Regions from separate parts of the Mus musculus genome. Here all the other regions are linked to region 1. The links are chromatin contacts, called in public capture Hi-C and promoter capture Hi-C maps. All regions are on one chromosome and are shown on one strand. The core of a region is the stretch at or near the end of the contact, and the rest is flanking DNA. Distances in the headings are between cores, read along the strand shown.

Evidence for each region. Promoter capture Hi-C pulls out the DNA fragments that hold promoters and counts their contacts. Capture Hi-C pulls out chosen DNA fragments and counts their contacts.
Region 2: a contact with region 1 is called in a promoter capture Hi-C map of embryonic stem cells, with 3 times the contacts expected there. The contact joins the promoter of Hif3a here to the promoter of Ceacam13 in region 1. A contact is called at or near these places in 3 of 39 promoter capture datasets (embryonic stem cells and liver) and 1 of 9 other capture datasets (embryonic stem cells).
Region 3: a promoter capture Hi-C map of trophoblast stem cells shows a contact between it and region 1, with 12 times the contacts expected there. The contact joins the enhancer-like site here to the promoter of Ceacam13 in region 1. A contact is called at or near these places in 10 of 39 promoter capture datasets (the 3T3-L1 cell line, HPC-7-derived erythroid cells, cranial neural crest and 6 more) and 1 of 9 other capture datasets (adipose tissue).
Region 4: a contact with region 1 is called in a capture Hi-C map of embryonic stem cells, with 3 times the contacts expected there. The contact joins the promoter of Mill2 here to the promoter of Ceacam13 in region 1.

Annotation. Positions count from the first base shown.
Region 1 is chr7:18,006,009-18,012,246 of GRCm38.p6, reverse strand. It overlaps Ceacam13 (carcinoembryonic antigen-related cell adhesion molecule 13), which reads right to left and starts at 2,358. Exons shown (of 3, transcript NM_028171.2): 1 at 2,214-2,358; 2 at 817-1,176. The coding sequence starts at 2,277.
Region 2 is chr7:17,059,151-17,065,388 of GRCm38.p6, reverse strand. Hif3a (hypoxia inducible factor 3, alpha subunit) reads left to right here and starts at 2,962. Exons shown (of 15, transcript NM_001162950.1): 1 at 2,962-3,033. The coding sequence starts at 3,008.
Region 3 is chr7:17,169,707-17,175,944 of GRCm38.p6, reverse strand. No RefSeq gene overlaps it. Among named protein-coding and RNA genes, the nearest start is that of Ceacam3, 23 kb to the right of the region's middle. Within about 2 kb of position 3,929, at least 1 of the 459 cell types and tissues checked has an H3K27ac peak or open chromatin away from gene starts, as enhancers often do. A contact at or near this core is called in trophoblast stem cells, where this site is marked.
Region 4 is chr7:18,835,951-18,842,188 of GRCm38.p6, reverse strand. Mill2 (MHC I like leukocyte 2) reads right to left here and starts at 2,223. Exons shown (of 6, transcript NM_153761.3): 1 at 2,098-2,223; 2 at 675-719. The coding sequence starts at 2,197.

The DNA of each region.
Region 1 (6,238 bases), core at 1,109-3,608:
TTGAAGCATCATATTGTCATAGGTAGGGACATTAGTCTTCAGAGCATACTTGCCAAGATAATTATTGAACTTGGTAAATGAACAATGCAACTTTTATCTCCTCATCCTACCATTTCATGTTCACTAGAGCTTTTAGATTCCGAGGTGCTTGTCTACCTTGCTGTGTCTTCTCATCTCATGTTGCAAACAAAAACTCTGAGTCTCATCTGAAGCCGTTATCCTCTCCAAGAGACTCTAGACACTCCCTCAGCTAACCTCCTCCCACACAGGGATAGGGACTGATGTAGGCATGTGTAGCAGGATTTCCTGCCACCTTGTGTACATTTGCTTAGAGATTAAGGAGGCATCACTACAGCCTCTGGTGTCTGCTCTGTCCTCCCTCCTTTAAGAACACCTCTTCCTCTAACAGTGCCCCTGAGCTGTGTTGCTCTGATATCAGCCCTGCTGTCCCCCCTCACTCTGAGCTGAGTCGGGCACAGAGGTCTGCATCCAAGGTCATGGAAAATCCCCTCGTTTCCTCATTTCTTCCTCAACTCAGGTGTAGGTTCATGGTGAGAGGCCTAAGGGTCTGAGTTGAGGCTGACATCATTGTCTGAGTTACTCAGTACAAGTCCACCTCTCTGCATGTGCAGTCAAGTGAGGGATTCTGATCTATGAAAGTTTGTCTCCAAAATGTGTATCCTGTACAAGATCCTCCTACAACAACATGGAGACACAATGCAGAAAGAATGTAGATCCAGTTCAGGCTCAACACTCCTCTGAATGTGCAATGGACTGAACCCACCCAACAACAGAGTTCACAAAAAATTGACTTACGGTGTACAAAGAATTCTGCACGTATTATTTCAGGTCTTGAGGTTGAATCAAGTGTTCGTAGAGTGTAGTATCCTGAGTCTTTTCTGGTAACACTCTTGATCAACAGAGATCCATTGTTGAGTACTGTCTCTCTACCACTGTGTGCAAGTCCCACTGCAGTAAAATTGGTAGCTATCACATGACTTGCAATTTCACAACACTTGAACGGTGCAGCTCCCGAGTACCAGGAAAAGGCTTTAACATTCTTTGGCAGGTTATGCACAAACAGAAGAACGTTTTCCCCTTCAACAGCAATGGGAGGCACTGCTTTAATGGTGAGATGAGAAGTAGTGGGATGCAGCCAGCATGTTAAAAGAGAGACTAGAAGGGAGGAGAGAAAATCCATGAACATTGGGACCTCTGTATTTGATGAAATAATGAGATCTGTGTCCTGAGTGGACAGCTCATGACACAGCCTAAGTTGGCATGTGAGAGTGGCACCTTTGTATTTGGAAGGGTTGGGTAACATAACCTTCACTACACCATCAGTGGCCCTGAACCTGTTCCATTCTGTGTATGGAACTCTCTTTTCTGTTAAGGATTCCACACATTGCCCTCAGCCTCCTGTCTATATTCAGAGTACTTGGGCTGAGATGATGGCTCCTGTTACCTCTTAATCTAGAGATCTTCACTTGATTTTTTTTTCCTGTGTTATCTCTTTGGTCTGAGTTCTCTGATTCTACTTCTATAATGTCTTTCTGGTCTAATCTACTATCCCCTAGTCTAGGGCTTTATTGGAACCAAGATAAGCCTAACATCTTTGGAATGTCCAGAACTGATAAAGGCTTGAATACCTTTGGATGAGTGGGAGAATGCATGTGTCAGGGATATGCCTATCCAGGAGTACATTTGCAAAATGCTAAAATTGAAACTATTGACACCTTTAGTACAGGAGTTTGGTATAGTTTGTATGTGTGGGGAAGGTGAATGCTTATATAAATTGCACTGTGTTCATTTGTGTATGGGTGAATGTATACACAGCATATACATAGAAATCACACACCTTGTATGTGTTGGTAATTGAGTTGCTATCTTAGGATTGGCAGCCAGCAGCATGACCATTAAGTCATTGCAATGGCTCTTTGTACTTTGTTTTTTAATTGGACAGACACTGTCATGGTTGGGGACATCAGTCCTTAGAATACAGTTGTCCATGTGATTGAGTTGGGAAAGAAAACAATAGTGCTATTGCTCCATTGTACTATCTTGTGTCACTTCCTGCTGCAGAGTTCCTGCCCCTGTCTGTGTCCTCTTCCCAAAACCATGATTCTATTCCTAGGTTCTTATATTCTTCAGGGACTTAAGCAGGACTCTGTGTTCCCCTTCTCCCACTCAGTGCCAAAGAGTAGCCTCCTCACCTGTGAACAGAAGCCCCTGCCAAGAGGTGCAGTCTTTACAGGAAAGTGCAGCAGAGTTCATCATGACCTCTGCCACCTGCCACCTGCTCTGTCTACATCTGTGAAAAGCTTCAGCTCCAGTGCTGTTTCCACACTCAACTCTCCTGTCAGTTCCACTGTCCTTCCTCTCTTTTATTGTAGTCTCCTCCCAGGTAGGAGTCCCTCCTAGAATTATATGGCCTGGGGACATTTCCTGTGTACAAAACACATCAGTTCATCTTCCCCTATCTCCTGTTCTCTACACCTTTCTCCTTTGCTCTCATAATGTCTCAGTCCACCAGACTGCACACTGAGCGATAAAGCAGATAAATCTCCTCGGGCCCTCATTTGGCCTTATATGGAGATATGGTGCTGTGTGATTTGCATACAACCGGAAAACCAAGTAGGATACAAATGAATACGCTTTACTTGCTTTACTTCCCAGGAAACTGATTGTTCTAACCTTCTGATGCTATGATAAACAACCTGAACAAAAGCAGCTCAAGAGAGCAATGCATTTTCAGGCCAGTAACAGAGGTCAAATCCATCATTGAGGGAAGTCAAGGTACAGATAAAAGACAAGAATCTGGAGTGAAGAACTGAGGAGGAGAGCTGTTTAATTGGTCATTCACTGGGACACTTTTTAAAAATGTCCTTCTCTGTGTTTCTCTGCCTTTCTCTTTCTGTCTGTTTTTGTCCTCTCTCTCTCTCTCTCTCTCTCTCTCTCTCTCTCTCTCTCTCTCTCATGTTTCACTATATTTCTGAGACAATACACAACCACCTGCATAGGGATAACACCATTCACAGTGGCCTCTGCCCTCCTACTTCAATTAAGACACTCAAGAGATTAATCCACAGATTCCTTCACTGTGATCTATGAAAGACACTGACTCAACTGAGTCCCTTCTAGCCCTACTCCGGTGACTTCAGGGTGGATGCATTTCACAGTAAATGCTAACTACCACTGGAAGCTCCCTGCTATCCAAGGAAGTGCTCATCACTGTTGTTTGTGACCATCACTTGTGCTCCTGTCCACAGCCTCAGACAGCTTGACCTTCAGAGATGGAACTCAGTTCAGAAGCAGCCCACCCGGTTGTTCACTTTCCCACTTCCCTGATTCTCAAGCACAGAACTCTTGGTGTCAATCAGTGACATTTTAATTCATGAGAAATGTAGTGAAATTAGTTACATGGTCTATTGTGACTCAGGACAGGCTTGCTTGGCACCATCTCTTCTCCTTCCAGTCAAAATGGCATCAGAGGTGAGTCAGTCACCAAGTGAGACAGGAACAGACATAGGAGCAGAGCTCTGAGATGCTTTTTGTCCCAAAACAACTGTACATTTTCATCTGTCATTTGACTGCCTATGATCAGGTTTAAAAGCAGTGGGTATTCCTCCCAGATCAAGAAGTCCTAAAAGGAAATGCAGGAGGCAGGAAGACATGGCTTACGGACAGAAAGAAATCTACTTGCTTTCTCATGGTCTCTACCTTCCCCTATAATGTTCATCTGACTGCCTGAGATATTCTGTAACTCCCCTCATTAGATTGAATCTGGAAGAATCAGAGAGACAACAGAGAGGACAACTGAAGGCTACACCAGAAGTCTCAGGAGAAAACTGAGCCTTGATTGCACCCACACATACTAGAAAATATTTTTTTTTCATCTAATCAGAAAACCAAAAGACTCTACCACAAAGCTTAATGCAAATCCACTCAGCAGAAGATGGAGTTTGTAACAATATAGTCCTATTGATGCTGGTGGTAGAGCTATGGAGGAGGTAGGCATGAGATCCCTGCTATTAATAATGATGTGCAGGTAAAGGATCATAAGGATCCTGGAGATCACTATCAATAAGCCTATTAGAACTATATAGATGGGTGAGGGTAGGCAGAGACTCCTGGCCAGAATTAAGAGTTTAAGATGTTATTAATGGGGCACTAGGGCCTGTCATGCAAACAGGACAAAGCTACTTCTAAAACCACTTCTGAAATCAATAGAGGGCAGGAGAATAGTTTGTTAAAGAGCAAGCCAGTCTCTCTCTGTGGTAGGATAAACCACATATGGATCCCAATTAGAGGTTACAGTGTAGCTTAGAGGGAATGTGTTTGGATACCGTACACATGACCCTGGCAGCACCCACAGAATAGACAAACTTTATTCTCATGTGTTTACTAAGACTGAGTCTGAGATACCTATATTCCTACCATAACTGGACATAGCCTGATTGTACAGTAAACAGGAATGGGCCCTCAATACCATTCCTGATGCAACCCTGGGCTGGAAAGATTTGGCTTGGGAGAAGATAGGTTGTCAATATCAACCTAGGTGTCCATGTGGGTGCTTTAATTCGTGAATTCAAGAGGAACTGGGTGTTCATGGTCTACTCTTGTGTTTAGGTGGTTAAAATCAGAAGGAATGAAATTTACTCTAAGCTATCATTTCAGTTGGTTCTGTCATTTCTGCGGGCACTCACTGGTTTCCAGTTTCAGCACTGATAATGTCCTAAGTCATTAGTTGTGATAATGGATGAAGTAGACTTTGCTTTAGATCATGTGAGAGGCTCTGATGGGTTTACTGTCATATGCATGTTGAATAAACAAGGCTCATTGGGAGGGAGGAAAAGGGATGAAGGGTATGGTGGAGGGAAAACTACTAGGGGAACAAAGGGGGCTTTTGTAGTGCTGATACTATAACTGAATAAAAATCAATGATAATAACACTGTTCAGGCAACCAGTCTTATGATTGTATAAATGAAGATGATTGGAGGTGTTCAGGGCCACTTAGTTGAACATCAAAAAAAAAAAAATGAGGGTCAGGCTCACAGGTTAGTATTCCACCTTCCTTGAAATAGAGTTGTCACATGTTGGTCTTGTATTGCAGTACTTTGAAGGCAACACAGACAGAAGATAGCCCTCTGTGGGATCTCTGATCCTTGCAAAGGCCTCTCTCAGCTAGTGATGTTTCTCTTAACTCCACCCCCAATAAATGCCCTTAGAAGACTAAACAGAGGTGACTAAGGCAGATGAAGGAGGACCTGAGTTCTACAATATGATGACCCCATGTGCTGCTTGGCAGAAACAGTCCATGTCACATGTAAGCTGAGTATCAGTGTTTGATTTTATAGACCTTGGAGCTGAAGGCAAAGCTCCATTGACACTCCTTATCCTTACTGACACACTGCCTGTCTGGAGCAAGAGAATTCTGTGTCCTTCCAGCTGCACTGATCTCCAGTCTGTACTTAGGACAGCAACTTCCAAGATTTTAATGTTAAACTCTCTCTTACAGGTGGGACTGAAAAAAACCTTTCCTTTAAATCTCCTGAGCAGCACCCACACCTGTCCTCATGACTTTATGTGTGTACAGAAATCCCACATGAAACTAGACTTCAGGTAACTACACAGAATGGGTCATAACAAACATCAGGTGTTTAAAATTAGTGAGTTTCTGAGCGGGGAGAGCCCTATGTTAAATGAAAGATATACTGGGAGGGACAAAGCAAAGACAAGTCTTTTATGTTGAAGAAGTGACAATAGCACACAAGAAAACAAATTATTTACAGTCTAGTATATAGAATGATGCAGAAAATCCCCAGAATAATGTGTTTAGTTTTGGAGTCAAATCTAACTGTCCCTCTGATTTTGGTTCCTGAACAAGGTAACCTCTCAATCTTTGAATGACCAAGATTAGCATCAGCTTCTCCATGCTCCACAGACAGCTGAGAACACCTCCAGGGTAGAGACAGTAGATATGTGACTGCAGACAGATGACTCATGCTCACATCTGCTTCCCATGGTCTGTGTGAGCCTGATCAGAGCAAGCCCAGTGTTATGTTCAGGATTTATTGGAAAAGACACAACTAAGCCTTTTTGTTTACATCCCAGGAGGAGTGACAGTGGCACACCAGATAACATTCAATTTCATGTGTAGGATGTAGGATGGAGAGTCCTGGAGTTCTGCAGAAATTCTCCAGAGGCAGGAGTTCTTTTTGTATATCAGTTTCCCAG
Region 2 (6,238 bases), core at 1,713-4,212, 950 kb after region 1:
GAACCAGAAGATAGGGAAGAAACCCCCAAAATGTTGGTTTCTGGAGCATTTTACGAGGTCATTGCAATCACGGACACTCAGCAACCATGGCTACCTGCACAAGACTTTCCCCCAAACAACCCCCAAAAGACATGAAAGCAGGAAGGGGACTCATTGGGAAAGGGATAGGAGTCAGCAAGAGCAAGAAGGGAATAAGAGAACTTAAAGGGGAGCTGAGTGGTGGTGGCGCACGCCTTCAATCCCAGCACTCGGGAGGCAGAGGCAGGTGGATCTCTGAGTTCAAGGCCAGCCTGGTCTACAGAGTGAGTTCCAGGACAGCCAGGGCTACACAGAGAAATCCTATCTCAAAAATCAAAAAAAGAAAAGAAACAAAGAAATCAAAAGAAAAGAAAAACTGAAAAGGAATCAGTTTGACACCAATCCATTGTGTGGAATTCTTTTAAAATTACATTTATAATAATAAAATATAACATCAGAGCAAGTTTCCTATCACATATCCGTGACCATGGAAACTGTCAGTGTACAGGGGGAGAAGAGTGAGGCAAGAGCATCTTACTAGTGTTATAAAAACAGCTTTGGAGAGCAATGAGGGTGGGAGGATCACTGAACATGCCCCAGAGCACCCCTCACAGACCTGCACATTCTATTTTGAGGATTTCAGCTCTCTGCTTTCAGTTGTGACCTCCAGTTAACTCAGCGCTCCTCAATGACAATTACTGTCAAGTCATTTTTTTATTATTGTGAAATATAATACACGCGTAGGGTAGTTGCTTTGCGAGCCAGATTGCTAAAAAGAACAATGGAGCTCAGACTTGGTGGTAGTGCCCCTGTCTCCTGCTTAGAATCCCCCAGTGAGGGGTTAGGGTGTGGCTCAGTGGCAGAGCCCCTGCCTAGAATGCCCCAGTGAAGGGCTGGGGCGTGGCTCAGTGGTAGAGCATCTGCCTAGAATCCCCCAGTGAGGGGCTGGGGGCGTGGCTCAGTGGTAGAGCCCCTGCCTAGAATCCCCCAGTGAGGGGCTGGGGGTGTGGCTCAGTGGTAGAGCCCCTGTCTAGAATCCCCCAGTGAGGGGCTGGGGGCGTGGCTCAGTGGTAGAGCCCCTGCCTAGAATCCCCCAGTGAGGGGCTGGGGGTGTGGCTCAGTGGTAGAGCCCCTGTCTAGAATCCCCCAGTGAGGGGCTGGGGGCGTGGCTCAGTGGTAGAGCCCCTGCCTAGAATCCCCCAGTGAGGGGCTGGGGGCGTGGCTCAGTGGTAGAGCCCCTGCCTAGAATCTCAATATCACAGTGAAGAGCTGGGGATATGTATGGTTCTGGTTGAGTTTGTCCCAAATTCAATCCTCTGTGCTATAAACACAATAAAACAATAAGAAATAAATAAACCCTCTCTCCTGACAGTTACAGCAAAGTCCTCAGAGTTAATCTTCACTATACTAGTTTGGTTCATATATCTTCCCAAAACTGGTAATCACTGTGGCCAAGGAAGTCCTACAGTGATTGGCTCTGTCTGGATTTTGCCTTCTTCCCTGGAGTTGCTGATAGCATGGATATAGTCAGATTTATTCAAATAAAATCAACTGAAACTAAATGGCATGGGAGCTGGGCATAATGGTACACACCTGTAATCCACTTGGAAGGTGAAGGCAGGAGGATAGAAGTTCAAGGCCAGCTCTTGCTGGCCAGTCTTGACGGGGTTACATGAGACCCCATCTGAAAATAAAATGGAGAAGAGGAGGAAGAAAGAGGAAGGAGAAAGAAGAGGAGAAGGAAGATGGAGAAGAGAAGGCAATGGGAGGAGACAGCTTACTATTTTCCTGAGTTGAGGTGGGGAGCCATGTGGATTTTTAGAGGAGAATTTTTTTAAGTTTTTTATTACATTTTACGTGTGGTGTGTGTATGTGTGTGTGTGTGTGTGTGTGTGTGTGTGTGTGCGCGCGTGCGCGCAGATAAATCAAAGACCTTGCCTTCCACGATGTGGGGGGAGGGGGGAGGGCCTGGGGATTGAACACTGGTCTTCAGGGTTGGCAGCAAGGGCCTTAAACCTGGAGCCAACCGTCTAGCCGAGAAGAGCACTCTAAAGAGAGTGCGCAGTTATGTGTGAAAGTCCTAAGATGGAGCTTGCCCAATAACTCAAAAACAATAAATCCATTTCTGCCGCAGTGTAGAGTGTACCCAAACCTGCATACGGAAGGAACACTGCTCCTTCACCCCTGTCCTTAGTGTCCACGCCCTCTCCAGCCTACACAGGAACTTCCTTCCTCTTCCTTACCCAGCTGTACCGTCTTCCACCTGTCCATGTCACTGCGCACGTATCTCTCATCGGTTCTCTGTTCCCTTTACAAGTGGGTGTGATGAAGCTAAAGCATATTTACTTGACAGAAGCTTAATTATTCATCCGCAGGAACCTGCACAGGGAGTTAAGAGAGGCCACGGGTCAGGATGGGGTGGAGACGGGTGGACAAGGAAGATTCTGGGAGGCGGGGTCCACAGTGGGGCCACACAGTGGAGGGACATGGGGTATGGCAAAGAAAGGGGTTATGAAATACAGGTGAAGTAGAGTTCGGGGTGGAGAGAAGTGGGGACTTGGTACGTCAAGAAAAGGACAGAGCGGGAGAAAGGAGAGGGGGTTGGGAAAGGTGGGAGTGAAGGCAGAGACTGCGACAGGAACTGGGACACAGAGAACAGTGAATCAGATGGTTCAGAAGTGTACATATGGAAGTTCAGAGACTGGAGGGAAATCACGCCCGGCGGGCTCCGGACTGCCAAGGAAGTCTGGGGCAGGGGCGTGGCTGGGGGTGTGCATTACATCGGATTCCCCAACCCCTTGAAGTTCCAAGTCTTCTCCTTTAGTCCCTCCTCCTTCTCGGGAGCAACAAGCCCACCTTCCAATCAGAGCCGCGGGCTGGGCAAAGACCAGCCAATGGAGTGGCAGAGGTGGAGCTGGGGAGGGGGCTCACACAGGCAGGGGAGGGGGACGCTGGGCATCGAGGGCTCTGGAACCGCGAAGGGCGAGCCATGGCGTTGGGGCTGCAGCGCGTGAGGTACAGGGCTTCGGGGATAGGATGGTGGGGTCTGGGGGCTCTCTTTGACGGAGCTTTAAGGGAACCCCTCATCTCTGGGGTGTGGCTCAAGTTGAGGACACTGTGAGGCGCCCGATTGGGGACACATCCCGATGCACCCTCCACCTTAGAGGTTTTCAGGGTATCAGGGATTTACCCCCAGAGCTCCAGCTGTCCCGCCCCCCTCCCCTGGAACTGCTTTGGGGTTATGAGCTGCAATTTCCAGATACATCGGGTTCAATCCTCCATCTGGCTGGGGGTGAAACTCCAAGTTCCTTATGGATTGGAGGTGGTCGCGTTTGAGCAAGGAAGACTTCTTCCAAAAAAGTCTTTTCCTCCAAATCCCTGAAAGGAGTCTTCCTTGGCAGTCTAGCTCTTGTGGTGTTAATAAGGGATCCCCAAACTGGAGTTTCTAGGGAGTCCCTGAAAGACACTATTTCTGAATTCCAGGAGAGAGGTTAATTTTACCATGCCCTTTCTAACAGTCTCCCAAGCTTCAAAATGCTCTAAAATGACATGGGGATAGGGAGGTCCTCATTAGAGGCTGTGTGGGACCTAACCAAGGTCTTTTTGCCTTTCAAAGAGTGGAATGATAGCTGGGGAAGGAGATTCATGCCTGTAAACCCAGCACTTGGAAAGCTATAGGAGATTGATGCTTTCAAAGCCAGCCTGGCCTACATGGCAAGTTCCAGACCAGCTTTGGTCTACATTTTCTTGTCTCAAAAAACAGCATTAAATAAGTAGGGTCGCTCCTTTTCAGTACCAACAGAACAAATCTGAGCCACTTCCTGCGATCTGGTTCTGTGTCAATTTCATCTGCCTGGACCCAGTCTGTAATTGAGGGAGGAGGGCCCCACCCAAACCCTATTTGAGAGACATCCTTCCGAAAGATGCCCTGGCTAATCAAGGGAAGGCAGCGCCCTCCTGTGGCTGGACACAGCTGGGGTTATCCTAGGAAGAAGCGGGTTCTGTGTTCACCTTGCAACAGGTGCAGAGGCTTTGGGACCATAGCCAGTGGAGCCCATTTCGCCAGGTTGCCACGGGAGACCCCAGAAAAATTTCCTAGACTCTTGGTATTCCCTGTCTAAATTGGGGCATCCCTCAAGCCTCACCCCTGTCCCTCCTCCCTGGCTTCCGAGATCTGATTGGTTTTTCTCTACACCCAGTTTTTACCCCCTACCTCAACCCACCCAGGCTCGCCCTTTTTCTGGCCCTGTCTGGCCCATCTATTCCAACTTCTGGCCCTGAGCCCACCCGGGAACTCAGTCCCCACCCCTTCTAGGCCATCCCTGGTGCCGCTCGTGACAGCGCCCCTTTATGGTTGTGTGAGGGCCCTCTCCTAACTTAACTAGGGTGTCATCGCTCCCCCCCCCCCACTCCTCCTCCCGTTAGCACCCAAGGCCAGCCCTTTCCTGTGGTGTCATCCCACGCGGCCGCACATCCAACTTGCACCCGCCTCACAGCTGAGCTCCGGGCCCCTCCTGCACCCCCAGGATGACAGTTGGCATCAGAGGGGGCTTGGGTGAGGGTGAGTGGTTACCTCTGGCGCCGTGTGCCCCTTTCTTTCTTCTAGCTTCCGTCTCCAAGCCATCTTACTCTTTGTGGGGAGTATTCATAGGAGATCAAGAATGAGCACACTGCCCTGAATACCCACCTGAGAGCAGGGTTTCCGGGAAAAACAGGACAGATGGCTAGACACCCCACCGAATGACATGAGAACAAGTTGGATCAAGGTCAGAGAGACTCCCCACTGACCCCTACCTTAAGTCCTTTCTCCAACCCAAACCTTGTCCCCTGGCCTCTCAGGTCACCTCCAAGCAATATCAAAGGGGTCAGATGTAAAGCTAAGCCCCCAGTGCACCTCAAACCCTCTACAGTTTTGGCAAGCCCCTCCACCCCCCAGTACCCAGCTAAGAGTCAGAGAGAAGCTCAGAATGTGAAAATTCTTAATGTCTTAATTCCCTGAGCTGTTCGGGGTGAGAAAGAGATGGGGTCTTTTCTCTCTTGGCTAAGACACCACTGGGCCCCAAGTCCCCCTTCCCAGGCCTCACCCTGGGCCCCTAGGCCCCACCCTCTGTTCTCAGTTAGAACACGGAGTGAAGGTGGCAAGGTTCCAGGCGCACGTCCCAGGCTGGGCACACTGCCAAGGGGTTGGCCCAGAGCTGGGCCAGCTAGGGAGATCCGCAGCGGTGCTGGGACAGGAGGAAAGGACTTAAGGCCACCAGGCAGAAAGGAACAGACAGGAGTCCCTGGGGTGGTGGGCACACCTTCTTGAAGAATAACATTTTAGAACACAGGCTCTAAAGTCAGGGTTCAAACCCCCAAGCTTCCACTCCCTGGCCCAGGGATTTCCCTCCCAGAGCACCAGCTTCCAGTCTTGGATAATGGGAGTCAGAACTCTCCCAGTGAGGAAACAGATCTCTCCCCCACCACATACACACACACACACACACACACACACACACACACACACATACACACACACAATGAGGTGCCTGAAATCAACAGACCCTGCTCTTGGGAGCCTCGGCAATTTCTGTCACCCATCTGAGGTGGCTTCCAAAGCAGGAAGGTAATGGTGGGTGCATGGTGGGTATGAAGCTTCCCTGAGAGACAACTGAGCAAGGTAGACTGGAATGGCCATGAGATTACCTCCTGAGCCACCCAGGCTAGCCCTGTCATTGCTCTGGGCCTCAGCCTCTGTCTAAGACAGACTAACCTCGAACTCATCACATTCCAGGATGACCATGAATTCAGGCTCCCTCTGCTCCCACCCCCTTAGTGATAGATTTGCAGGCAGGTACCACATCCTGTGCATGTAGTTCCGCTAGGCAAATGCTCCTCCTGCTGAACTGCATGCATCTCAGGCCCTGTTTCTGTCTTTAAAAATATATATATGACTTTATTTATTTCTGTACCCGTGTGTATAGGGAAGAGGTGTTTGTTTGCCTTTGAGAGTGTGTGAAGGTCAGCGTTCAGTTCTCTAATCCACCGTGTGGGTTCTGGGAATCGAACTCAAGTGGTCAAGCTTGGCCCTGTTCCTACCTTCTCAAAAGGGAGATGATCACTTCTGGTCCATGTGGTTGCTGTAAAGGTGGGGATGGGGGGTCTCTAGTTTCTAAGTGTGTAGCACACCATCACGGTTATTTCATTCCTTTGAGATGTTGGTGTAAAAGCTGGGTATGTG
Region 3 (6,238 bases), core at 2,680-5,179, 840 kb after region 1:
TAGCCAACATCAAACTAAGTGGAAAGAAACTTGAAGCAATCTCATTAAAATCAGGGACTAGACGAGGCTGCCAACTCTCTTCCTACCTATTTAATATAGGACTCGAATTCCTAGCCAGAACAATTAGGCAACAAAAGGAAGTCAAAAGGATACAAATTAGAAAGGAAGAAATTAAAATATTACTATTTACAGATGATATAAGAGTATACTTATGTGACACTCCCTCCCCCCCCAAAAAAAATGCCACCAGAGAACTCCTAAGCTGATAAAAAAAAAAACTTCAGCAAAGTAGCTGGATATAAAATTAACTCAAAGAAAAATCAGTAACCTTCCTCTACTCAAAGAATAACTGGACTGAGAAATAAATTAGGGAAATGACACCCTTTACAGTAGTCACAAATAATATAAAATATCTTTTGTGTCTCTAACCAAGCAAGTGAAATATGTGTACAACAAGAACTTCATGTCTCTGAAGAAAGAAATTGAAAAAGACCTCAGACAATGGAAAGATCTCCCATGCTCATGGATTGGCAGGATTAACATAGTAAAAATGGCCATTTTACAGATGCAGTGCAATCCCCATCAAAATTCCAACTCAATTCTTCATAGGGATAGAAAGGGCAATTCTCAAATTCATTTGGTACAACAAAAAAAAATGCTTCTCAAGGTAATTAGGAGTTGAGTCTGGGACAGGGGTCAGAGTGAACCCTCAAATCTAGGGCACTGTTCAAGAACCTTGGGTTTCACATTTCACATTTCCAAGATCCTGGGCTCAGGAACACTCTGGTGTCCACCAAAAAAAAAAAAATTTTTTTTTCGATGAGTAAGTGAAACAGTATTGTCAAAACACTGATTTCATCCTGACTCAGCACAAGCCTCCCAGGCATGTTCATCACCTGCCTCTTCCGGTGTCATTGGAATCAGAGAGGTCAACAATCAGCTAAGATAAAACAGGATCTGGGACAATCTGGGGTAAAGTAATATGAGCGTGGTTCAAAGCTCTGAGTGGTCCTTCTAGGTCATAAAGAATGGAAATCACAAAAGCAAGTGGGTGGGAGGGGAAAATATAACTTAGTGCCAGAAAAAAAATGATCTACCTAAATACTAGTAAAGTCTCTGCCTGGAAAGTTTCTCCCTCTTGGGAAAAAAAAAACCCACTTTACATTCCAAAACTAATCCAAGGCTGCCAGGAGAAATCAGAGATGCAAGAGGAGGAAGAAACACAGAACTAGACTCTTATGAAAAGATTTGGATTTGTAATGTTCACAGACACAGACTGGGAATTAATTTCTGAATCTATCCATGAAAATAAGGCTTTACTACAAAGCTCAATGTAACATTTAAATAATACACTTAACAAGACCTGCAATTTTCTTCACTGTGGTCCTAAAGAGGCAAGTGACTGAGGTCTACACAAAGAAGATCTAGTATCTGCTATTGATACTATGAAGTTGGGAGTAAAAAACTCTTGATTGGGGATTCCCAGACAAGCCAAGATTACTATGCAGGTGGGTGAAAGGCTGCTTGGTGGGATAAGGTGAAGTTTGACCCAGGATGGAAATCTCAGGAGGATATAATTGGAGAATCCAGACCAGCTGGAGCAAGCAGAATAAAGCCAGATGTGATGTCAGCAAAGGAAAGGGGTAATCCTGGTCTGTAAATAGCTGTAGCATCTGTGCTATAATCTCAGTAAGTCAAATCCTAACAAGAGCTGGGATGCAGGTTAGTAGAAGAGTACTCACATAGCATGCACTAGGTTCAGTTCATCACCAACACACACATAGAATACCACCCCCTCCCCATACACTCAATGTTCACTGAGCTTGAGTCTGAGTCTTATGTCTCCATCACTGTGAGTCTCTATAGGTGAGAAAAGTCTCTACAACCCATTCTAGCTCAATGCTGGGACTGGTTGCATGAACTTGGGCTAGGCCAGGATGCCCTGGCCAGGTTAGGTTTCTATGTCATGGATTAATGTTACCACTCCCAAGAGAGACAGACTGTCCTAGATCTAGTCATCTGTATTTTGGAAGTTACAACATGATAAAACATTAATTAATCACACTGAATATGTGGGTTGAATGGGTCACATCAGATGGGACTCACTAAGTTCCAGGTTTCACTCTCATAAGGTCCTGTGTCAGTCATGACATTGAGTAAAGTAACAGACCAGTTGCCTTCTCACAGCTTCAGCCTGTCCCCTCCTGAGAGGCTTTGAACATTTATCCTCCGCAAGTAGGTTATAGTCTGAGTCTCAGGTTCACACTTTACAGCTATCATCCTCATCCTCCATGGGATTAGAATTGTCTCTTGTAATGGTGGCTTTTGGTAGCAGGGATGTACAGAAAACAGAGAGAGAAGATGGCTCCCTGTGGAACCTCTGATCCTTACAAAGTTGTTTTTCATCCGGTGTTGGTCTTTCTAGCATCCACCTCCGATCCAGAGAAACAGGCATAAAATGAATCACAGGCAGCTGCAGGAGGAGCTGAGTGCTCAGAGATGGTGGGCCACCTGTGCTGCATTGGAGAAACAGTCTTGGTCTTATGTGATCTGAGCCTCAGAGACATAGGAGTCAGAGCTACAGTGTCACTCCTGATCTGCACTGACCTACTGCCTGCCTACACTACAGAGTACTGAGTCCCTCCAGCTACACTGGCCTCCACTGCAAATCAAGTCTAACCTCCAGATAGGACAAAATGAGACTCCCCATTGATCTTCCTTGAGAAGCATCCACACCCTATCCTCAGGACTCTTATATAACAAAATCTCACGCATGAGACCAGGAGTGGGACTGGCATTCAGTAACTACCCAGGCTATACCATAATGTGAGCCAATCCTCCCTTGTGTTTATGGTGACCGACATGAGGCACAGGGCCCCAAAAGGCAAAGAACTGTCTCAGGATGATCTAGGAGAGGAAAGAGAATGGTGTACAGGTAAGCGTGAAACAGAACCGTTTAAGGCTACCTTATGGTCACTGTAACATTTGTTCCCCAAGTATGCTATCACCTGGAAACCAAGACAGGAAACACAATGGCCACATCAGGCTTACATAGGATACGGGTGACAGATGTGAAGATGTGACATTATTCGCCTTGATCTTTAATGCTCTGTCTTGCACAGTTCAGGACCATGAAGAAATGTTTCCTGAAAATAGGGTGACTGGGTTTTTTTCTGTTAATATTTACATTGTGTGATTATTTCTACTGCTTGTATATAAGTGTTCCACAAGAATGTCTGGTGTCCACTGATGTCAGAAAGGGACATTGGATGCACTGGAAATGGAGTTACAGGATGGATATGACTGCCATGGGTGTGCTGGGAACAGAACTTGGCTCCTGTATAAAAGCATTCAGTGATCTTAACCACTAAACCATCTTTCCAACACATCCTAGGTAGATGTTTTCAGAGGAATATCTAACTGGTAGAAAGTAGACAGCAAAAATTCATGGGAACCTGGGTTAGAAGCACAAGTGTGTTTGGCAGATCTTGGCTAGGGATTCACAACATGAACTTTCTCCATATGGGACCATTGTTACTAATATCTAGGATCTGATAACAATCCCTGCAAGGATTATTTCTCTAAAAAGCACAATGAGGTAAGATGAGAGGCAAGTGGTAAAAAATAGTTTGAAATCAGTGACTCCCTGAGCAGAGAACCCTGTGGTAGATGCAGGATGTACTTGGAAGGTGAAACAAATGCCTGTCCACTATGCTCCAGGAGGAGTGACAGCAGAAACCACATGATTTCCTGTTCAGTATGTGAGCTGCGGAGTCCAGGAACTCTACAGAAATTCTCTAGAGGCAGGTATCTTACATCTAGAGGCAAATATAACTTCCCATTTGTTGTCACTTCCTGAACCAGATGTCCCTTGAAGCTGCAGATAACCAAGATTAACATCAGTTCCTCCCTGCTCTACAGTCAGCTGAGAGGGCCTCAAGGATCGAGATACTGGATGCCTGGTCGGAGTCATATATAGCCCATGCTTCACATCTGTCACCCGTATCCTATGTAAGCCTGATGTGGCCATTGTGTTTCCTGTCTTGGTTTCCAGGTGATAGCATACTTGGGGAACAAATGTTACAGTGACCATAAGGTAGCCTTAAGTATGAACAAGCACCTCAAAATGGGAGAAAACAGCTGTGCAGTGTCTGTTACTATTTGCCTACAGGAGAGAATTTGATCGACTTATACCTGAGGAAATGAGTCATCAGGAGGATCTAGGTCCCTCCTTTGGGGACATTGACCTTCCTGTGAAGTCTCATCAGTCCATCAAAACAGTTGTCTAATGACCTGGGCACCTATGCATCTGTGCTCTCTGTACTGGGACAGATGACATAACTCCAACATATAATGGCACAAGATGTGCATTACCATTCCAAAACACAGGGAAGGGAGCATAGTGATGAAATACTGGACCAAAGCAAGACTGAAAACCAGCTGGGCCAACTCCAAACCCTGCATTGCCATGACTGATGTCAAAATGCTCTTCGGATCTCCAACTCATTTCAACTTTGTTGGCTGCAACACAATTCTTTCTTTTGGGCTGGTTCCACTCCCTGTGAGCAGCTTTCCTTGGCAGGAATCCCAAAACTCTGGCATCTCTAACATCTTTGTCTTTAAGGAAATTTAGGCTTTACCTTCACACAATGGCCTTTCACAACATCACAAAATTGCCTTTCTAAACCTCCACACAGGGATACCCTTGCCACATGCCTGGCCTCAGGGGCTTTTCTTAGTCATGGAGGAATATTACATAACCATTTTTTCCAGGCCTCCATGAAGAAACCTGCCATACACCTGGCCTCAGCAAGTTCCCTTAGTCACAGAGAGAGATTCCAAAACCTCTTCTATTCTTGACCCTAGAGACACAACAACATGGCTGGTCTGCCAAATTCTGCTGCTTTCTGGGATCAGACCATGGCCCTCTTTTTCAATTACATCTTCAACTTTTTGTTTTTGATGACTTCCTAAGCTTAACTATCCTGGAAGCTGCTCTGTAGACTAACATTGAACTCAAAGATCTGCATGCCTCTCTCTCCTGAGTGCTTAGATTAAAGGTATATACCACCACTCATAGACCTAAGCTTTTCCTTAATACTCTTTCACAAGACAGAAGATTAGCTGATTGGTATCTTGCCCCAATGTCATCATTCCATTAATTCCATTTAATATCTTAATCAGATTATCTTCTTGAACACAAGATTTAGTTTCATCCACCTTCCTGATCCCTCTTTAATGATTGAACTATACATTTTATAGTTTTCCATGCTAAAAGTGAACCACAGCTGAGCAGCCTGCTATCCCACAGTAACATCCATTATCACTCCACCTCTATGTTCACCTTCATCAGACCCGTGGATCCTGAACCATACAGATAAGCTTCCCTTCCCCACCCATCTTCCCTGCTTACTGAGCCCTCTGGGCATGCCAAGGTACTCTGAGCAACCTGCTAGCCCAGGCATACATCCCTTTTCCCACCACCTCTCTACCAACCTTCATCAGATCTTCAAATCCTGAACCATGCAGACCTGCAGATCTGGAACCATACAACCCAAGAATACCCATTAGAGGTCCACCAAACCAAGATCATCGAGGTTAACCCCCTCCCAATACCTACTACAACAAGAACATCCAGGGACCAAAGCCATTCAGATGGCTAAAGGCCCTCTAAAGAACACAATCAGCTAAAGCCAGAAGAAAGAAAGAAAGAAAGAAAGAAAGAAAGAAAGAAAGAAAGAAAGAAAGAAAGAGAGAGATGGGGAGGGAGAGAGGGGGAGGGAGAAAGGGAAGGGAAGGGAAGGGAAGGGAAGGGAAGGGAACGGAAGGGAAGGGAAGGGAAGGGAAGGGAAGGGTACCAAGGGAAGGGAAGGGTACCAAGGGAAGGGAAGGGTACCAAGGGAAGGGAAGGGAAGGGAAGGGAAGGGAAGGGAAGGGAAGGGAAGGGAAGGGAAGGGAAGGGTACCAAGGGAAGGGAAGGGTACCAAGGGAAGGGAAGGGAAGGGAAGGGAAGGGAAGGGAAGGGAAGGGAAGGGTACCAAGGGAAGGGAAGGGAAGGGTAATGAGGGGAGGGGAGGGGAGGGAAGGGGAGGGTAGGGAAGGGGAGGGGAAGGGAGGGGAGGGGAAGGGAGGGGAGGGAGGGAGGGGAGGGGAGGGGAAGGGAGGAAAAGGGAAGGGAGAGGAGGGAGGGAGGGGAGGAGAGGGGAAGGGAGGGGAAGGGAGGGGAGGAAGGGAGGGG
Region 4 (6,238 bases), core at 974-3,473, 830 kb before region 1:
TAAGTAGTCTATCAGATGGGAATTCTCCTGGATAACTGTAATGCAGCTGAAGGTTAGGACTCATCATGGGATTTGGATCGGATCAGACAAATATTTATCTAGTTGAAATATACTCTCAGGGCCTTTACTCTGTATCCTGTAGATTCTGATACGTTCAGGGCCTTTACTCTGTGTCCTGTAGATTCTGATACGTTCAGGGCCTTTACTCTGTGTCCTGTAGATTCTGATACGTTCAGGGCCTTTACTCTGTGTCCTGTAGGTTCTGAGTGACAAAGACAAGTCCACACAGTTCGTCATTTGTAGTCCATGCACCACTCTGTTGGGGGAATGTCTACATCTCAAAGAAAAGAAAACTGACATAGACATGTCATCAGGTCCTTCTGGTGATTTGGAAAATAACCCCCACCGCAAGTGGTAGTGCATGTGTATACACCATTTGGGCCAGGAGGTGGCCAAGTTTCAAGGCATCCTGGGCTACATGGTGGGGACACTGTCAAAAGCAAGTAGCCAGGTGATAGGAAGTGGCTTAGTGAATAAGAATGTTGCTCTGCAAACACAGGTCCTGGGTTCGAATCCCCAGCACCCACATAAAAAAGAAGAGCATGGCTGTGCATTCCCGTAACCCCTCCTCCCACAGCTTTGAGGAGCAGAGACAGGCAGTCCTGAAAACTCACTGGTCAGCCTGCTGGAACCATGAACCTCCACGTCAGCCAGAAACCCTGTTTCAGGAGAGTAGAGGAAGATCCTTGCTGTTCTGTCCTGTGCATATCCTGCATACCTGTTGCAACACACACACACACACACACACACACACACACACACACACACTATTTCCTATTGAGAAAATTAATTCTAGCTAGCCAGCCAGGCAGAGCTCTATGGATTCAAGGCCAGCCTGGTCCCAGGATAGCCAGGGCTACCCAGTGAAACCCTGTCTCAAACAACAAGCAAGAGACAACAACAATAAAAATAATTATTCCAGATATTAAAAGAACAATCTTCTATAGCTACCCCTGGAACCAAGGACTGGAGGGGGAAGAGTCTCAGTTGAGTGTTTTGAGCTTCTACTCCGCCCCCAGCTCCTCCCTGATACTTGCTCAGATAGTTCCCAGACAGACAGACACCCTCCACAGCTTGTCTCATCACAGGCCCCTACCACTCTTAATCCTCAGTTTTCTCGGGCTTCACAGTCACTGTAACCTGACAATGAGCAAAGACACCAATCAGGTCCTCTCCAGACACAGCATCCAGACCTCTGCCCATGGTGTGCAGACACTCACCAACTCCCTGTTTCTTCTGGGAGTTTCTTCAGGGCAGGGACACTAAATGCTCCTCCTCCCGCCCCGCCCCCCCCCCCCCCGGTCTCTGTGTCAGGCCTTTTTTTGTAGTCTTCCCCTGCAGACATCCCTTTTCTCCTAAGAAGGCCACCCACTGAGGTCTAGAAAAGGGCTGCCTGTTCCTTCTTGCAGGGGCTTCCGGTGGTAGACCGCGTACTCCAATAGTCATGTGTCCTCCAGCTGACAATAAAGGCTCCCCAATGTAACCCCACGCCCCACTTATGTCAGCTCGGGGAATGTTTTACGAAGGCTGCTGGGCTTGCTAAGCCTTCCTCCAGTTTCAGTTTCCTCCGCTCCACCCTTTGCCTCTCCCTCCCGTACTCTTTCCTGTGCCTATGCGCTCTGACCTATTCCTTACGGTTGGGATTCAGAGCAGAGAGCAGGGGCTGTGCCGCCTATTTTACACACCAAAGCAGACCTAGCCCCTAGGTTCTCCCGGTATCCCTCAGTCCCTACCTACCTAGCACACCCGGACCTCTACTCTGAATTTTCCAGCCCAGGGTCTGGGCTTCTCCTCCCCCAGAAGATTATTATTTTCCTTTATAATCCAAACATTTCTGGTCCTCTTCTCTCTCTGTGCACACACACACACTCTCTTTTTCTTCCCCCTTTCCTCTGTCTCCCTCTCCGTTGTGACTTCCCTAGTTTGGTTCCTTGGGACAGCCATTTCTCTATGTACACTCTAATTTCACTCATTTAAACAGTGTGACTCATCCCTCCCCTGCTTACAGGGATGGTCCCCATCCTGCCCAGAGCTCACCTTGGATGCTGGATCCCCGTGAGTCTCTAAGGAGCAGCCCTAAGATCAACAGTAGGACTGCTGGTCTGAATTCTCTGGGCTTTCCAGAACTGGCTTTCATTTTTCTCAAATGGAGTTTTGTGCAAACATACTCCTCCCTTCAGAGCTCCACCCATCAGCTAAGTGACGAGAACACAGTCCTGGCTGTCTTCAGAACTCACTTTGTAGACCAGAGATCTGCTGCCTCTGCTGGGATTAAAGTTGTGTACCACCACTCCTCTTTTTATTTTTAAGGTCAGATGAGTTACTCACATCTGAATGTCTTCTAAGACACTCCGATATCTCTTACACCAACAGATTCCTCCTGATATTGTCAAATGAATCACCATCAAAAGTAGTTTGAACAGACTGGTGAACACAGCTGAAGGGATGTTGAAGGATGTCCGAAGGGTCCATACCTTGTAGCTTCTGTAATAGTCCTTTGCCAGCTCAGAAGGGGAATTGAATGCAAGATGAACACAGCCCAGGTCAGTAACTAATTGCCTGAGAATTAACAAATCTAAACTAACATTGTTTAAATAGTGTTAACTGGGATGGAAGCTTTTTTGTTGTTTTGAGTCAGGATTTCTCTGTGTAACAGCCCTGGCTATCCCAGAGCTCTCTTTTTAGACCAGGCTAGCCTTGAACTCACAGAGATCTGCCGTCTGCCTCTGAAGTGCTGGGATTAAAGGTGTGCACCGTTTATGCCAGGAGACTACACTAACATTCTTATGATGACAATAATGCTCTATTTTCCGTATGTGATTTTTAATTCTATTCCATTTTCATTTATGCTAAAGGGCTAACACTGGCTGTACTGGCTGGTTTTGTGTGCCAATTTGATACAGTCTAGAGTCATCAGAAAGAAAGTAGGCTCAGTTGAGGAAATGCCTCCAGGAGATCCATCTGTAAGGCATTTTATTTTATTTTTTTCACTTAGTGATCAATGAGGGAGGGCCCAGCCCACTGTGGGTGGTGACAACCCTGGGCTGGTGGTCCTGTGTTCTATAAGAAAGCAAGTTGTTGAGTGAGCCATGGGAAGCAAGCCAGTATGCAGTATTCCTCTGTGGCCTCTGTATCAGCTCCTGCATCCAGGTTCTCACCTTCTTTAGTTAGTTCCTGTCTTAGTTAGGGTTTCCATTGCTATGAAGAGACACCATGACTAAGGCAAGTCTTTTTTTTTTTTTTTGGTTTTTCGAGACAGGGTTTCTCTGTATAGACCTGGCTGTCCTGGAACTCACTCTGTAGATCAGGCTGGCCTCGAACTTAGAAATCTACCTGCCTCTGCCTCCTGAATGCTGGGATTAAAGGCGTGCGCCACCACGCCCGGCTTAAGCCAAGTCTTATAAAGGCAAACACTTAAGTAGGGTTGGTTTACAGTTTCAGAGATTTAGTCTATTATCATCAGAGCAAGAAGCATGGCAGTGTGCAAGCAGACATGGTGCTGGAGAAGGAGCTGAGAGCTCTGAATCTTGATCTGAAGGCAACCAGGAAAAACTATTTTTCAGGTAGCCAGGAGAGTCTCCTCTGACATTCATGCAATCTCTTAACTGCAATCCCCTATAAAATAAAAAACAGATCACATATTTCCAGCATCACAGGATATACATTACCATTCCAAAACATCATAGTGAGAAAATACTGGACCAAAGCAAGATAGGAAACCAGTGTTGAGTCCTGTTTATACTCCCTCCAAACATCATGTGCCTCCTTGGATCTTGCCTCACCACATGTCTTGTTTCAGCAAGTGAATCTGTCTTAGCAAAACTCCACGTGAGTCTATATCAACTGACATTACTGCCAACTGGCCTGAGTCCTTGGAAGCAGCAAGAAGCTGCCAGCACACCATCAGAAGTTTTTTGGTGTGTTTCTCTCTATGGAGTCCCAACAAATAAAGTTCAACTAGGCAATGTAAGATGGACCAATGTAGACAGATTGTTAGCAAAGACTCCTTCATCACATGTCCTTTCACGTGCTTGATTTGGCAAAACATCCTTTCACCTGTGTCTGCTTCAGGACAACATCCTTTGACATAATAGACTTTCCAAAGAAAGCAGAAGTTTCTACTTCACATGGGTCACCTAAGACCATCAGAAATATCAGATATCTATATTACAATTCATGATGGTAACAAAATTACAGCTATGAAGTAGCAATGAAATAAATATTATGACTCTGCACACAAGTCCCGCCAGGAGAGAGCTGGTCTCCCAGGGAGTGCTCTCACTCCTAAGTTAAGATGTGAGATCACCACTTTCTCTCCCATAACTGTCTAAAGCTGGACCCATCAGGAGTGCACAGGGTACAGGAACAGTGAAGCAAAGCCCCAGAGCTAAGGCTGTCCCACAACCCTCCACACACAAATCCTACCATGTGAAAGCTGGTTTCCAGGAGTGCCTACATACCTAAGATCTCAGGCTGACAGGCCGACATGAGGGACAAGCTCCAGTCAGTCAGGAAGAACAACTAACACCAGAGATAACCAGATGGCTAGCGGCAAGGGCAAGAACATAAGCAACAGAAACCAAGGATACTTGGCATCATCAGAACTCAGTTCTCCCACCATAGCAAGTCTTGGATACCCCAGCACACTGGAAAAGCAAGACTCTGATTTAAAATCACATCTCATGCTGGGTACATGCCTTTAATCACAGTACTTTGGAGGCAGAGGCAGGTAGATTTTGGAGTTTGAGGCCAGCCTGGTCTACAGAGTGAGTTCCAAGACAGCCAGGGCTACACAGAGAAACCCTGTTTCAAAAAACAAAACAGAACAAAAAAAAAAAAAAACCAAAACAACAAAAAAATCACATCTCATGGTGATGATAGAGGACTTTAAGAAGGACATAAATAATTCACTTAAAGAAATACAGGAGAACACAGGTAAACAGGTAGAAGCCTTTAAAGAGGAAACAAAAACCCCTCCAAAAAATTACAGGAAAACACAAACAGATGAAGGAATTGAACAAAGCCATCCAGGATCTAAAAATGGAAATAGAAACAATAAAGAAATCACAAAGGGAGACAACCCTGAAGATAGAAAACCTAGGAAAGAGATTAGGAGCCATAAATGCAAGCATCACCAACAGAATACAACAGAATAGAAGAGAGAATCTCAGGTGCAGAAGATACCATAGAAAACATTGAAACAACAATCAAAGAAAATACAAAATGCAAAAGCTCCTAATCCAAAACATCCAGGAAATCCAGGACACAATGAGAAGACCAAACCTAAGGATAATAGGTATAGAAGAGAGCGAACATTCCGAACTTAAAGAGCCAGTTAATATCTTCAACAAAATTATAGAAGAAAATTTCCCTAACCTAAAGAAACAGATGCCCATGAACATACAAGAAGCCTACAGAACTCTAAATAGACTGGACCAGAAAAGAAATTCCTCCCATCACATAATAATCAAAACACCAAATGCACTAAACAAAGAATATTAAAAGCAGTAAGGGGAAAAGGTCAGGTAACATATAAAGGCAGACCTATCAGAATGACACCAGACTTTTCACCAGAGACTATGAAAGCCAGAAGATCCTGGGCAGATGTCATACAGACCCTAAGAGAACAAAATGTCAGCCCAGGCTACTATACCCAACAAAACTCCCAATTACCATAGATGGAGAAACCAAGATAGCCCATGGCAAAATCAAATTTAAATAATATCTTTCCACAAATCCAGCCCTACAAAGGATAATAGATGGAAAACTTCAACACAAGGAGGGAAACTACACCTTAGAAAAAGCAAGAAAGTAATCTTTTTTTCAGCAAACCCAAAGGAAGATAGACACACACACACAATTCCACCTCTAACAACAAAAATAAAAGGAAACAGCAATCACTATTTCCTAATAACTCTTAACATCAATGCACTCAATTCCCCAATAAAAAGACATAGACTAACAGACTGGATACATAAACAGGACCCAGCATTTTGCCGCATATAGGAAATGCACCTCAGTGACAAAGACAGACACTACCTCAGTATGAAAGGCTTGAAAATAATTTTCCAAGCAAATGGTCCCAAGAAACAAGCTGGAGCATCTAATATCGAATGAAATCAACTTTCAATCAAAAGTTATCAAAAAAGATAGGAAGGACATTTCATACTCATCAAAG